3 separate regions of the Mus musculus genome follow, and all the other regions are linked to region 2. The links are chromatin contacts, called in public Hi-C and HiChIP or PLAC-seq maps. All regions are on one chromosome and are shown on one strand. The core of a region is the stretch at or near the end of the contact, and the rest is flanking DNA. Distances in the headings are between cores, read along the strand shown.

The links. A called contact is a pair of places that touch in the nucleus more often than the background predicts. HiChIP or PLAC-seq counts read pairs in DNA pulled down with a chosen protein or histone mark.
Region 1: a contact with region 2 is called in a Hi-C map of LSK cells, with 4 times the contacts expected there. The contact joins the promoter of Hccs here to the promoter of Arhgap6 in region 2.
Region 3: an H3K4me3 HiChIP or PLAC-seq map of embryonic stem cells shows a contact between it and region 2, with 6 times the contacts expected there. The contact joins the promoter of Frmpd4 here to the promoter of Arhgap6 in region 2.

Annotation. Positions count from the first base shown.
Region 1 is chrX:169,318,853-169,321,773 of GRCm38.p6, forward strand. Hccs (holocytochrome c synthetase) reads right to left here and starts at 1,520. Exons shown (of 7, transcript NM_001331049.1): 1 at 1,124-1,520; 2 at 586-738. The coding sequence starts at 697. Gm15246 (predicted gene 15246) reads left to right here and starts at 1,543. Exons shown (of 6, transcript NM_001361166.1): 1 at 1,543-1,845.
Region 2 is chrX:168,793,450-168,796,385 of GRCm38.p6, forward strand. It overlaps Arhgap6 (Rho GTPase activating protein 6), which reads left to right and starts at 1,650. Exons shown (of 13, transcript NM_009707.4): 1 at 1,650-2,936. The coding sequence starts at 2,772.
Region 3 is chrX:168,121,268-168,124,227 of GRCm38.p6, forward strand. It overlaps Frmpd4 (FERM and PDZ domain containing 4), which reads right to left and starts at 1,674. Exons shown (of 17, transcript NM_001368936.1): 1 at 1,519-1,674. The coding sequence starts at 1,559.

The DNA of each region.
Region 1 (2,921 bases), core at 270-2,769, 530 kb after region 2:
CCTTACTATTTATGGACCAAAGACTCCATGTCTGAGGCTGTATGATGTCTATTTAGCACTATCTAATACCACCCCAGTCTATGTCAGCAGAACCATTTCCTCTCAGTTGTGAGAACCAAAATATGTATTCAATGATGGCTCTTTACATGCATAGCTGAAAGCCACTGATGTAGGCACTGGTAAACTTTGGAAAGACAAGGCTGATTTAAGGAAAAATTGCATAGATGACAGACTGTGAGATATAAAAAAAATTGTTTATGATAATATCTAGTGAGCAGCCAAATTGGACCAGCCCCAGAGTGCCTTAGTCCCGCTTTGCAAGCCTCACTACCAAGCTACAACTCTAGAACTGTGGCTCTCAGCCTGTGGGTTGACCCCTCTGGCAACGCACTATCTCCAACAATATTTCCATGACGAGTCAGAACAGAAGCAAACTTACAGTAATGACGTTGAAAGGAAAATAATGTTGTGGTTGAGTCACCACAACGTGCAGAACTGGGTCAAAGGGTCCAGCATTAGGAAGGTTTGAGAACCACCGCTCTAGAATCACTAGCTTTCTTTTAATTTTCGAGACAGGCAAGTTACCTTTCCTTTGCCCTTTATGCATCGGGCATCCTGAAGGTGGTGAAGCTGGCTGACCATCTGAAGCATTCGAGGCGTTTACTGCAGTAGCAGGAGAAGATGCTGAGGCACCCATGGCTGGAATCACAGGGGTCACTCCCAATCTAAAATACCCAGCTGCCAAAGCAAGAAATCAGATTAAAACGTGGAGGCTAAACAGTTGATATCCCCTTGTTATTCTGATCCTGGCTGGCCCTGGCTTTTTTTCACCATCCCTTGGGAGAGTAAGAGGTAGGGCACTGGTTCGGGGGTGGGGGTGGGGGGTGGTGAGGGGACACTTTGAAAACAGTGCCTCCATTGGGAAAATACCTTGAAGCCTATGCCACCATTTGGGGACCCGTGCCAGAGTCTGGAAACTTGTAAGATGCAACCACGTCGTGAAGACGGGTGTAGTCTTGATGGTGGGGTCCAAGGGAAAATACACTGAACTAGCCTCGAACCCGTGTTCCCAGTAGGGCAGGCGCCTCAGGGAAAATAGGAAGGTTAAAAAAAAAAAAGTCACCAAAACGGGAGGCAAGGAGCGGCGAAGGGCAGGAAGCCACCAGTGTTGCCTTCCCGTCTATGCGCGTCCCACCGGCACCGCGGTCTGCACAGTGCACCGGCTCCAGCCGGACCCGGACGCCGTCCTGTCCCCAAGTCACCTCGCCGACTGTCCCGCGCCGCGCGGCCCCGAGCGCGTCAACCTGCCCAGCCGAACTCACTCGGCAGCCGCCGGCTCCAGCCGAACCCGGGCGCCGCCCTGCCCCCAAGTCTCCGCTCCGACTTGTCCCGCGCGGCGCGGCCGCGAGCGCGTCGAACCGCCCAGCCGAAGTCGCTCGGCTGCACCCGCGGTTTTTCCTCACGCGGGGTCACCGCTAACGTCCGGTCACAGCCGGCGTTCTCGGGCGCCGTTACTTCCTGTTCCGAAGGCGGGACTTCCGGGAGCACGAGGCAAGCTCGCGCTGAGGAGAGGAACGGTCGTCAGGTCGGGCGGATCGCTCCCACCCCCTTCCGCTCCGAGGCCTCGAGCCGCCCGAGCCTTCTCTCCGTCTCCGCCCCTACGTGCGGGGCGGTGTGTTTAAGGGCGGGTCGGTCCACCCCTTCTCGCTCCGCGGCCTATAGGCGCCCGAGCCTTCTCTCCGTCTCCGCCCCTACGGGCCAGGCGGTGTTTTTTAACTCCGCCGGCCGGCCGGTAAGCCGCTCAGGGTGAGAAGTTAGGGAACCGCGGGGTGTCGCTTCCGAGGGGTAAGGCACGTCGCTGTGTTTTTCTAAGTCATCTCCTTAGGTTCTTGAAAGGTCAACTTGTATTTTTTCTTTTTTGGTTTTTCGAGACAGGGTTTCTCTGTGTAGCCCTGGCTGTCCTGGAACTCACTGTGTAGACCAGGCTGGCCTCGAACTCAGAAATCCGCCTGCCTCTGCCTCTGCCTCCTGAAGGCTGGGATTAAAGGCGTGCGCCACCACCGCCCGCTCAACTTGTATTTTTTAATGAACAAGCGATATTTGTGCTTATTTGTGGAATAAAGTGCTATAATTAAGTAGACGCACTTAAACTTCCACCGCCTAGTCCTTTCAAGGACTCTGGCAACCGTTGTGAGTGTACTCCATGGAATTCACAGCCTTCATCTAAGTAGTATATTTCATATTACACAAAGTACGTTTTTATATTACTTGTGTAGGGTAAACCAGCAGATAGGAGATGGTTATTGTATTGGTTAGGTTTTTGTTAACTTGAATGGAGTCACTGTCTTCATCAGACGGCCCAGTGGGCAAGCCTATGGGGACATTTTCTCCATATCTGTATCCGGTACCACCGATGGGCTAGCTTATATTAAGAAAGCAAAGTGAGCCATGGGACCAAGCAAGCCAGTATGTGGTGTACCTCCATGGCCTCCATGGCTTTTGATTCCTTGGTGGCTTCAGGTTCCTGCTTTGAGTTCTGTGGGACCCCATGAAAATGGCCCCCTTTCATATTAATGTGACCATTGTTTAGGTCTTCTTTATGAAGACATTTCTAGGAGCGTTGGTCCACAGCAGACTTCCTGGTACTCTGGATCTTAAAGTGTTATGCCCCCTCTTCAGTGATAGTCTGGTTTTTTGCTAGTCTTTGGTTCTTGTGGGGAGCATTGTCGGTCCAAGTGGTACAACTTCTTCTAAGGCAGTGGTTCTAACCTCTCAAAGCTCCAACCCTTTAATACAGATCTTCATGTTCTGATGATCCTCGCAAGTATAAAATTATTGTTACCACTACATAACTATAATTTTGTTACTGTTATGAATAATAATGTAAATATCTGATTTACAGATCGTGAGCCATAGGTTGG
Region 2 (2,936 bases), core at 400-2,899:
GGAGACAGAGGAAGGAAGATCTCTAGGGAATTCAGCAAATTTCAGGCCAGCTGGGGCCTGACCAAATTTAAAATAACAATAGGCACTGTCTTAGTGACCCAAAGCAATATAGGTCATAGTCCATTATCAAAGGAAGTCTGGGCAGGAACTCAAGTAGGGCAGCAAACAGGAGGTAGAGGTACGAGCTGATTCAGATGCCATGAAAGGGTGCTGCTTACTAGCTTGCTCTACATGGCTTGCTCAGCCTGCTTGCTTATAGCACCCAGAACTACCAGCCTAGAGATCTATCTCCCTGACCACAATCAGCAGGCAGAAGGAGGGAGGGTGGAGCAGGGGGTGGGAGTGGGGCATGGTGCTCCAGAATCAATCACTAAATAAAAAAATGCCCCACAGTCTTGCCTACAGCCCAATCTCATGGGGGCATTTTCTCATTTGCTCTCAACTGAGGATTTTTCCTCTCTGATGACTCTAGCTTATATCAAATTAACATAAAACTAGCCAGGACAGTCACCCCCTACTGCCCTCCCCCCACAGACACACACACCACAAAACACCCAACGAAACAAACAAACAAACCCTTAAACAAATCATCTTTACCCAGAAGGTTATTTCCATTCAAGCTAACACAGGAGTGCTGCCTCCTGCATTCGCAAAGAGAAATACAGGCTACAGGAGGAATCAGAGTAGGATGTCCCATACTTTTGTGTAGGTGATAAATTTTCCTGCTAATTAGATTCCATGACCTGCCTTCTCCTAATCAATAAATACAAACTATTGAGTAGTGGATAGTAAATCACCTAGGAAGTTCAAGGTGGCATTGTCAAAAGGCACAGTAAAGTAACCCACCTCTGCATCCAGCATCAAAGGTATAAGCGCTTCTATAAATAAAACTTGAGCAGTTGCTGGTATTTACACAAGGCTTGTGTCAAACACTCGTATTAATAACTCCGTTATACGCTTTTAAAAGAAATGACGTTTCATTTTTTATTTGTAGTCAGTTATCATCACTCCCACATATTTTGGTTTTGAACAAACAGAACCACAAGAAGTCACTTATTTCCAACATTCGGACCAATCCCTGCAGTCCCTGCAGAGATGATTTTAAGATGCCTAGCAAAATTTAAGTGTGACATCAGAAAGCCCCAGGAGAGGCAGGCAAGGCTTTATAGATTTATAGATTCCATGAGTGGGCAAGTGAGAGAAACTGCTTCAGGTCCGTTTCCAAGCCTGGACTGCTGACTATGACTTCTGTGTTTATCAGTTACCCAAGATTTGGCAGCTGAGCCCTGTGCTCAGGAGCTTTCTGGGGCGACCCCGGAGGCCAGTTAACTTTAGTTGGTGTCAGTCTCCACCCGGACCAAGCTCTGTTCACCTCTCCTACATAGAACATATCTACACACGTGCGCAGGACCCTGACACGCGAGGACTCTCCACCAAAAAATAAAAAATAAAAAGGCGGGGTTGTGGGTGGGAGAAAAGAAAGCAGGGGATTTAACTCTAAGTTCAGAAAAACCGTCCAGAGCTGCGGGTCTGACACCAGTGGGTGGGGTGCAATCTGACACTCCCCTTCCTTTTGCAGAAACGTGTGTGGAGACCGCGAGCCCCTGGCTTGGGGGGAGGGGAGTCGGGGGGGGGGGGAGTAGGTCCGCACTTCCGTCCTCAAGACTTTCTCCCTAGAGGCCGGGTATCAGAGACCAGCTGCTGGCTCTCTGAGCTACTTCCCAGGTTTGGCGCCTGGAAAAGTTCACGTTCTGCATTCTCCTGCTTCTGGCTCCGCCCCGGCTCCAGACCCTGCGTTCTTCTGGCCTTACCCGGGACGGGCCACCCCTTTCCCCGCTGCCTCTGGCGCGAGGGTGCTGGGACATCTCTGAGCCAGCTCTGGGCCCAACCAAGGTTGGCAGCAAATATCAAGTGTCGCTCTTCTAGAGGAACACGGATACTCGCTTCAGAGACTGTCTTCTGAGCGCAGACCTTTCTGAGTAGTGCTGAGCGCAGCGGGGGAGTTCTTTGACACCGTTGTCGCTCAGTGCTTGGAAGGCCCGGGACGCAGCACATATGGTGTCCCACTGAGTCAACAGCGGGACTGCGCGGGAACGTGAACTTGGAGACACTTTGGAGCCTCGTCAATCAGAAAGGGGGACTTAGCAACCCAGCTGATCCCCCAAAGCACAGCCGCGGTCCCCAAGTTACCAAGAAGGTGCACTGGGGGCGCAGCCGGACAGCTGAGCTGGGGTGCTCCAGAGGACTTTTCACTGCGCCGGGAGCACCAAGGATCCGCTCAGGGCGGACTCTCAGGCAGCCTCCTCCCTAGCCCTCGGGATTGTCCTCAGGCCACGAGGAGGAGCTTGCTGGTGATTTCGAGGCTGTCCGGAGCCAGAGAGCCGAAGCGCAGTGTCTCCCGCCTTCAGCTGGGAAGGGGGAGTGGCGCTGGCGGGTTGGAGCTGAGATCTCAGCTAGTCACTGACCTCCTTCCTCCTCTTCCTTAGCCTCTTTGAGACTTGGACTCCTGAGGAAGATTCTAGAGACGGTAAAGGGACCTGGACCTCTTGTTTCCCAAAAGGCTGGGGATGGAGCTCCTGTTTCTGCCTCCGCAGGGACACTTGGAGTGCGCTGGTGGCGCGTGAACGGGGCACTGCTTTCTACCTTCCTCGGCGAGCCCCGCCTGGCAGTTTTCCCCTACTCTACTTTGGCCACTTGTTTTCTCAGGTCACAGTCTCCCGCTATCTAGGAGGGAAGACAAGAAGGTGGCCTTCAGACCCAGCCCTGCCGAGATGTCCGCGCAGAGCCTGCTGCACAGTGTCTTCTCCTGCTCCTCGCCCGCGTCGGGCGGCACGGCCTCGGCCAAGGGATTCTCCAAAAGGAAGCTGCGCCAGACGCGCAGCCTGGACCCAGCTCTGATCGGTGGCTGCGGGAGCGAGATGGGCGCCGAGGGCGGC
Region 3 (2,960 bases), core at 424-2,923, 670 kb before region 2:
AGGCCACGCCAACATCCCAGAATTGGCCTTTAGCTCTTTCCTGAGCATGCTTCTTATTTGCTAGCTATTTATTTTTCCAGGCATGGGCAGAAGCATGCAGGAAGTTAATAGGACAGTGTGAAGCCATGGCCCTTTGAAATAATCAGCATGAAACCAAATAATTTGTCACATATAGCCACTGACTGCTTCACACATCGGCCCTGTGATCTGCAGGAACCTTCGTGGGTGGCTCTACGACACATTTATCTACCACCCTAGTATCTCCAATCTTCCCAGAGTAAGTTACATAGGGATCCTTTCCCTAAGGTAATCTATGCCTGATGTGAAGATTAACCTATATGATTGAGAGCATACAGGGATGGGCAGGGAAAACAAAGAGCTGCAGTTGTTGGCACTATCCAAACCTGAGGGCTGTGAGTGCCTCTGATAGGACTGGGCAAACCAAGTCAACATATTTTTCTGCCTCGGGTTTTTGAGATTGTTCATCTTTTTTATGCAATCAACACATTTTACTCTTATCCCATAGAATAAAGGAAAGTATAGCATGATACTTGATCTTAAAAAGTGCTTATCTGATAGGGGTTATTGCCCTAGACCTCCAAGACACAGGGTCTGCCAGAGTCTTGCAAAGAAGTAGGAAGACATAGTTTCCCAACACCTCTCCTGCCCACCTCTCTCAGTTATTGCCCCAAGCACAAGACCTGACTTGTTGTGTACAGTGAAGATTTTGGAAGCACAGCAGGGCAGGGAATAAATGAGTACTCTGACCAGATACTACTTAGGTAGCCACAAAGTGGCAGGCAATGTTACTATTCTCTTATCGACACTGCTGGGGAAAGGAATCTTCCTGATTTGATGATTCCGCTTTAGTTTCAATCATAACACAGCTACTTAGAAGCAAATTTCTAAATCTCCAAGGCTTTAGATTTATTTCCACAGTTACCCAAAGAATGGCTGAAAGCCTTTTTCTTCTACCTCCATGACTTTGCCATCTGGGTCCCTGCTGGAAACATCCGGGTCAACCTTCAAACTGACTTTTCCAGGGCATAGAGGACTAATTTAGGGGTAGGGAAAGGGGGTTTTTGGGTCCTTGCTGTTTGGAAATCAAGTACCTAAGCTCGAAATACTTCTGGTTTTCCCTAGTAAAATCGATTTCAACCATCATCTCTTGACCCTTAACATAGAGTGTGACCCCTAATCCCCACTGTGGCTTTTTCTGAGGGAAAACAAGCTGTGCTGAATATCTGGTGGGGGTGGTGGTGTCTGTGTGTCTGTGTCAGTGTGTGTGTGTGTGTGTGTGTGTGTGTGTGTGTGTGTGTGTGCTCTATTTTGGGGGCTATAAAACCCCATCAGAAAGGGAGAAATAAGTTGAAGGCAGCAGCCTCGGGTCCTTTTCTTTTGGTCCTACCTTAAGCCTGGCTGCTCTTTTAAGCTTTTGCTCTTTCCAGCCCCCAGAAAAATAAAGCACCAAGTTTCTGCGGAAGCCCTAGGTGCAAAGAAAACCCGCGCGGTCCCTACCTGGAAAGCTTTGGAATCTTCACAAAGCTGAAGACATCCATGTAGGCAGCTTGGGGACCCCAGAGCCTGGAGGCTCCGTTGCCCCTTCTCACACCAGCAAAGGCAGCCTCAGCAGCCCCATGGCCAGGACCTCAGTGCGCCTGGGGTTTGAGTGGCAGCAGCGGGTGGTGGCGGAGACCCAGGAGGGCCAGTACCTGGAGGCGGCGGCTGCTACCCCCCTCCGGCCGTGAGCTGCGTGTGCATCCCCAAGCAGGACCATTGATGGGCGCCCGCTTCGGGAAAACTCAATGGAGAAGGAGCCAGGCTGGGCACAAGGAGCGGGGGCGGGGAGCACGGCCCGGGTCCTGCGCCCCGCCCTGAGAGCTTTGGCTCTAAGGACCGCCAGGCGCCCTGAGGACCAGAGGCTAGGGTGAGGGGTGCTGCTCCTGCTTCCCAGCCTTTGGGGCCCAGGGTCCCACGCACCGAAGATCGCAGACTGAACCAGGAGGCGGCGGGCAAGCTTGGCACACGCGCACGCACCCCTCACAGCACTGCAGCTGCCTCCCTGCCTCCTTCCCCGAGTCCCTTTCTCGCCTCCCTACCCCCACCCGCCCAGGGGGAGGGGGCACTCTCCTGTCACCCGCTCCGGGAGCCTCCAGATCCTTTAGATCTGCTCCAACAGTCCTTAGCGTGCTGCAGGACCGCGACACACTACCTCCAGCCTCCAAAAACCATAGGGAGAGCAATGCAACCGCAGGCGGCCCTAGGCTTCCGTAAACAGAACTAGGGATGGGAAGAAGCGACGGGATCGTTTGTCAGGGGAAGGGAAGGGAGATACCCAGCGGAGTGGGCTCAGTTTTGAGAGCTCAAGAGTTCCCTCTGCTTTCCCTGAACCACTGGAGCGAGACGTGGCTGTTGGGATAACTGGAAAGGTGTGTTCTTTGGACAGCAGCACCACAGCAGCGTTGGTGAAATAAGCACAGGATGAATTTGCGGGGTGCAGGGATAAACACAGCTGCTCCTTACTAGAGGAAAAGAGAACTCGGGGTCCCAGGAGCTGGGGTGGGGGCGGGGTGCAGCGCTAATTAGGAGGGGCTGAGGATGACAGGGAAGAGAAGGGTTGCTAGCTAGGTCTGGCGGGCGGAGCAAGCTGCCTTTTCAAATTGAGGGTGGGCAAAACCGTAAAGGGGAGGGGGAGAGAAACCTTGCGAGAAGCACAAACCAAACACTGAACACTCACCTTAGACAGAGTAAACTCCAAGTTGCAGCCATTTAGAACTCCTAGGCTTTCTTCTTTTTTTTTTACATAATTACCTTGGAGAATCACGCCTGTTCCTTAACTCACTGCTAGCTTTCCTTGAGGCTTGGGCTTCTCTCGGGGCTTCACCTTTTTTCTTCTTTCTCTCAGAGTCTTAAGGAGTCTTCTCTCAGACTCTTCAGGATCTCTCCCCAGAGTCAGTGAA